2 separate regions of the Mus musculus genome follow, and region 2 is linked to region 1. A link is a contact called in public promoter capture Hi-C data. All regions are on one chromosome and are shown on one strand. The core of a region is the stretch at or near the end of the contact, and the rest is flanking DNA. Distances in the headings are between cores, read along the strand shown.

What was found. Promoter capture Hi-C pulls out the DNA fragments that hold promoters and counts their contacts.
Region 2: a promoter capture Hi-C map of pre-B cells shows a contact between it and region 1. The contact joins the promoter of C9orf72 here to the promoter of Pdp1 in region 1. A contact is called at or near these places in 1 of 39 promoter capture datasets (pre-B cells) and 1 of 484 Hi-C or Micro-C datasets (CD4 T cells).

The regions. Positions count from the first base shown.
Region 1 is chr4:11,965,060-11,967,830 of GRCm38.p6, forward strand. It overlaps Pdp1 (pyruvate dehyrogenase phosphatase catalytic subunit 1), which reads right to left and starts at 1,391. Exons shown (of 3, transcript NM_001098230.1): 1 at 1,243-1,391; 2 at 555-589. The coding sequence starts at 585. It overlaps 1700123M08Rik (RIKEN cDNA 1700123M08 gene), which reads left to right and starts at 1,515. Exons shown (of 5, transcript NR_040577.1): 1 at 1,515-1,624.
Region 2 is chr4:35,224,447-35,227,217 of GRCm38.p6, forward strand. It overlaps C9orf72 (C9orf72, member of C9orf72-SMCR8 complex), which reads right to left and starts at 1,390. Exons shown (of 11, transcript NM_001081343.2): 1 at 1,342-1,390.

The DNA.
Region 1 (2,771 bases), core at 141-2,640:
CCATTCTTTGTGGTGTGCTGGGCAAAGCCTGTGTCAAGATTTTATTCCACTTAATCAATAAACCCATGGACCAAATCGATTAGAAAAATGCTACTGGTGCGCCTACTCTGGAGCTTCTCGGTCTTGCAAAGATTCTAACGCAAATGAAAATAAATACTACACTTTTCATTACACGTATCAGAACCTCCGTTTATGTAATCTGATTGCATTAAACGCCCTGCATTAAGATTTGTAATTTTTCAGCATTTTCTGGAAACGCCTAGCCATTTCACAGCTCAAGTTCAGTGTCTACAAGAATGAAGAAAAGCCATTATCCTTAAAACACAAAGAACCAAACCAGCACTTGTTTGGTCAGTTTCGTGTGTCCCAGAATATCACACTTAAGCTATCAAAAAATAAAAATAAAAATAAAATCTGGTCCAGAGCGCCTTTGTCTCCTTTTCCTTATCTCACCCTTTAATTCCATGAGGACCCCTAGAGCCATCCATTCATACACAAAATCAGTCACCATCCTTCCCTGGGTACCCAACACAGGTAGTTATGTGAATACCTACCAATTCGTCTGGGCCCGGGACACACACACATTCTCCTGTCATCACAACACGGAGCCGACAACATCCACAACCCGCGCGGACAGCAGCAGCGACAGCAGCAGCGGCCCATTGAAAGCAAAGCAGAGATGCTCATTAGAGGAGGCGGCGGCGGGGAGGCGGGAGCGGAGGAGGGGCGAGGTCTCGCAGCAGCCCAGTGAATGGGCTGGGAGGGGAGGAGAGAATGGAGGGGGGAGAAAGGGGAGGGGAGAAGAAGAAACCAAACAAACCCACCCGGCAGGCGAGGCGGCATCACAGCCCCCGGCGGGCAACTCCAGGAGCCCGGACAGGCGCACCGCCGCCGCTCCATGCAGCCAGCGCACCGAGCCCACAAGCACTCAGCATCTTCAGGCCCGCCCGGCCCCACGCCGCGCCCGCTTCCGCAGAGCTCCAGGCACAGCCCGCCGTGGGCAGCCGGCTCCGCCACGCGGGGCCAAGCGTGTCAGCGGGGAGCCGAGGCAGACACGCCCGGGCCACAGCGGGCGCCCCGCGCGCTGACAGCCGGGTGCCGCCCGGGACCCGCGGCAGCTCCTCGCGACCGAGGCTCCGCGCGCACCCGGCCCTCCACCCGCGGCCGCTCCCCACGCGCGCCCTCCACTTCACCGCCCTGACGCCCCCTCACGACTCGGCAGCGGTGGACGAGGATACCAACCGGGCACAGTCGAGCACCCGCTGCGGTCTGCCCCGGGTGGCGGCCGCACCCCTCCGTGCGCGTCCTTCCCTCACTCAGCACCACGCAGCACCCCGGCGCGCTGCAGCTCGGCCCAGGCCAGCCCACTCCGCGCCCCTGCCTCGCCCGGCCTCCACCCTGCCCCGCCCCCACAGGCGCTCTTGAGCTCTTCGCCTTCTGATTGGCTGCGCAATGGCGGGTGGGCGGGACCCGGAGGGCCAGAGGGGCGGGGGGCGGAAGAGGGCGCGCTCCCCGCCAGTTTTGTGACGTCACGGAGGTCAGACAATCCCTTCCATTTGGCGCGGCTAGCCTATTGGTTCCACGCGTGCGCGCGCCCCGTGACCACGCCCTGTTGCTGGTGAAGGTGGGTTTGCGCGTGCCGCGAGGTGGACAGCCTTGGTTGGGTTGCGTTTGGACTCCCAGATGGGGAAGCGCCTGGGCGGGATCCAGCATCCCTGAGCGCGTGGCGCTTTGGTAGCCAGTTGCTTCCTGGCGGGCGGGCTTTCGCGAATGCCTGGCACTTCTGCTGGGCCCCGCGTGCTGCTCTGGGCTGGCCTGAGAGCCAAGCCTCCTCTGCACTGGGCTGCCCCAGGTAGACCGCGGGAACAACACAATTGAGGCGTGGCAGAGCGTCTCGGCGGTGTCTCGCTTCATTCATTCAAGATCAAGTTGCTGATTTTAGGGTTATTAGGTCGGATTGATAGTCAATTATTTTTATGTCTCCGGGCTAGGAAGCTGTAAACAAAAGCAAAAGGAAGTTTGATGAAGGAATTCTTATCTTTGTAGATAAGAATAACACGAGTGCTCTTGTTCTTGGAAGGACTTTGAAATCAGCATTCCCTCCTTGGTCCCTGACTCATTCAGAGTTATGAATTTTAAAATGCAGCCAGTGAAAGTGGGAAGAGCACTGAACTTGGAGTCAGAAGAGCCTTTCAAGTTATTCCCAGTGACAAAAATCCATCTTCCTCCCATGAGACTCAGTTTGCCTATCTGTGGGGTGAGGTTAGGCTTAAGATGTGCTAAACAACACACTAAGGGTTCTTGCTGCCATCTGCGGTTGTCTCTTTATGGGACAGTGCCTTCTTCACTTACCTACATCCACATAGATGCCATCTTCATGACATGAAACTTTCTTGGGAGAAGCTATGCTTCTGCCCAGTGTTAATGAGTTTACGTTGATTTATTCTACACCTTATTAACTAATAAAGTTTACAAAGTAATTTGGACTAGATAGATGAACTCCCAAGTTTACTGTGAAATTTTATTAATCCTGAAGTATTTAAATTTTTATGTAATAAAGGAAAAACCTTATATAACCAAACCTGCAATTCATAATTCCCCAAATCTTTCAAGCTGCCTCTATTTCTAAACTGGAGAATTTGCTCATCCCCAGAAGAGGCTTACGGGCAGAGATGATTGGTGAGGGGGAAAATATAGGTACCTTTCCCCAACCAAGAACAAACAAGCCAAGATCCCCATCAGTCCCCTGCCTTCCCCTCTTGGAGAAGAGA
Region 2 (2,771 bases), core at 140-2,639, about 23 Mb after region 1:
CAAGGTACCAAGGTGCCTGCGTTCAGGTGAATCTTGTTTTGCTTAACAGGGGTGAAGTACAGTAAGTTACTTTGAAACACAAAGCGATCACATTCACAGGACTTTTACAGAGCAGCTGCAATGGCTCGACTTTATTATCAGTTATTTGTAATCTCTTATTGTGCCTACTTTCTAAACTTTAACATCTGTGTATGAAATGTAATGAAGGGAAAACACCTATATCCACACGATGGGTGTATGTAGGCGTTTCCTGAGATTTCAGGCTATACTGGGGGCCTCCTGGAATGTCCTCTTTAACTGAGGGGACGCTTACTATATTTCAAATATTCTGATTCCATATTATTAACATAATCTCAATCTCTTTCCTCCTCCTCTTCCTCCTTCTTCCTTCCTTTCTCTCTCTCTCTCTCTCTCTCTCTCCCCCCCCCCTCTCTCTCTCATATTTTAAGTTTTCCAAGTGGACTAACGATTCTATCTTAAAGTATTTTCCAGTCCCTTTTGGGCCCTTAATATAAAGTAAAAGTACTACTGAGACAGACTGTGTACCCGTTTTTCTCAACTGGTGACGAACGGGAACAGTGTAACAAGAAATTTATCCATCTGCCGGGACAAAACTCTACAAGAGCCTAATAGTCCCCACACCAGAAAGCGCAACCAATCCCTCCCAGGCAAATGCACTCCTGGCCAGACAGACCCTGTGTGGACAGACTTAATCAGTGCACTTCTCTCTCTGCAACTGATTACCATCAGTCAAGTGATGCCCAAGTCACAATGGTCACTTCCTTTAATAAGTCTGTACAACCGCGGAGCTGTGAGGCAACCAGGTCACGTCCCACAGAACTGGGGAACAACCTGGTAAGAGTAGCAGCCCATGTAAGTGGGCATCCGCACTCCTTGCAAACTTCTGCGAAATCCTGCCTGCGTGTTGTTCTGTCCGTCCTTACTCCATCCCACCGGCGCTTTCTCCTCCCGGGCGGGGACCCTCGGGAGACCTGACTGGGTCGCAGGACCCACCAGCTGTCGCCGGGCCAGGCCCCTGGGGCCCAGGCTTGTGGCGGTGGGGGCCGCGCTCGCCGTACTCCCGGAGGGTTCCCTCAAGGGCCCGGGAGACGCTCCGGGTCGGGATCGGGGAGCGCGGGCGGACAGCAAAGATGAGGCCCATCCCCATCCCCTCCGCACCGCCGCGGCCCCCGCAACTCCTGCAAGGCCAAGGGCTCTTTCGCCCGGGGGACAGGGAGGAGTTCACCTCGAAGGAGAAAAAAACCCCGCTGGTACCCGGAGCCGGCCGGCCCGCGAGCCGACCGTGGCAGCAGCCCCCCTCCGCCCGCGCGTCTCACTCACCCACTCGCCGCTGCTGCGCCTTCACCGCCGGCGCAGGGACCGCAACCGCAGCCCGCTCCGGGCCCCGCCCCGGGACCGCCCCGCCCCGGACACGCCCCCAGGCCCGCCCAGTCGCAGTCCCGCCCCCAGTCCACAGCAGACCCAGAATCTGCAGGGCTCCCCGGTGCGGATCTCTGCAGTCTTGTTTCCTTCTTTTGTCCTTGGTCACCGTTGTGGAGTTAAGTTGCGAGCTGAGGCAACCAAAACGCACCTCCCTCGCACACCCTCCCTGGACTGTCTAGACACCACTTTCCACCTAGAAGGAAAGGGCAATTGGGATGGCTGTCACTACAAACGCCATCTTTCACGTGGGCGGAACTCGTCTCTGCTTGACGCGCCGCGGTTCCCTCGTGGGACTCCGTAAGTTCCGGGTTGGCGCTTTCACTTTGCTTTGCCAGCCTTGAGATGCCAGTGGCAGCTGGCCAGGCGGAGGCTGTCATGGGCTTTGTAGCTTTTCTTCCAAGAGCCGCTCAGGAAAAGCATGGGCAGAGCTGAGCTCAACCTAGATAGATAGTGTCACCTGCGTTATCTATCTAGGTTACGAAGCGTAGTTTGTGGTTGTAAGTAGTTTTGCTTTGTTTTGTTTGGGAGTTGGCAGGTAGTGGGTGCTCAACAAATATTTAGTGAGTGAGTGGATTTCCTTTGGTCCCTATGACACGGTTAAATGCCGTAAGTCTGCGTGCACACTGTACGTGTTCACTCCGCAACAAGCACAATGATTCCCCCACCCTCTGTGCGTAGTCACCGTGTTTTCTTCTAAACGTCATTTTTGCCAAATAGCACAGTGCACTTTGTTTTTTAACCTTTGGGAAAAGAACACCATGACGTCTGATTTATTGATTGATTGATTGGTTTGTAACTGTATTGTGGCTTTTCACTACAGATGAGTAGTGTTTATTATTTTCCAGCAACTTTTCATCATTTATAGGGAAAAGAAAGGCATTAATAACAGAATACCTATCAATACCACCTTCGGTAAAAATAGAACTCTCACCAGGTATTGTATGCTTTTTTTTTTTTTTTTTTTTTTTTTTTTTTTTTTTTTTACCTAGCAGTTGTCATTCTATCAAGTTCTTACAGTGTTTTGTACCGTGGTCTTCAGATGTATATCTCATAAATGAAGTATACATCTGAGAGTTAAAAATACATCCAGACACACAGAAATAGCATAGGACCATGTTTGGAAGGCTAGGGTTAAGAGTGCGATGCTGTAGTCAAAGTGGGTGAGTTTGCAGGTAAGGAAGGCAGCTGAGTGAGGCCAGTCAGCTAATCCACAACACGAGGAATAGACGTTTATACTATATCCCACACTGAAAAGCTGAAAAGTTCCCAGGTGGGTGTTAGGTACTAACACACATACACGCGCATGCATGCACACTTAAGATAATTTG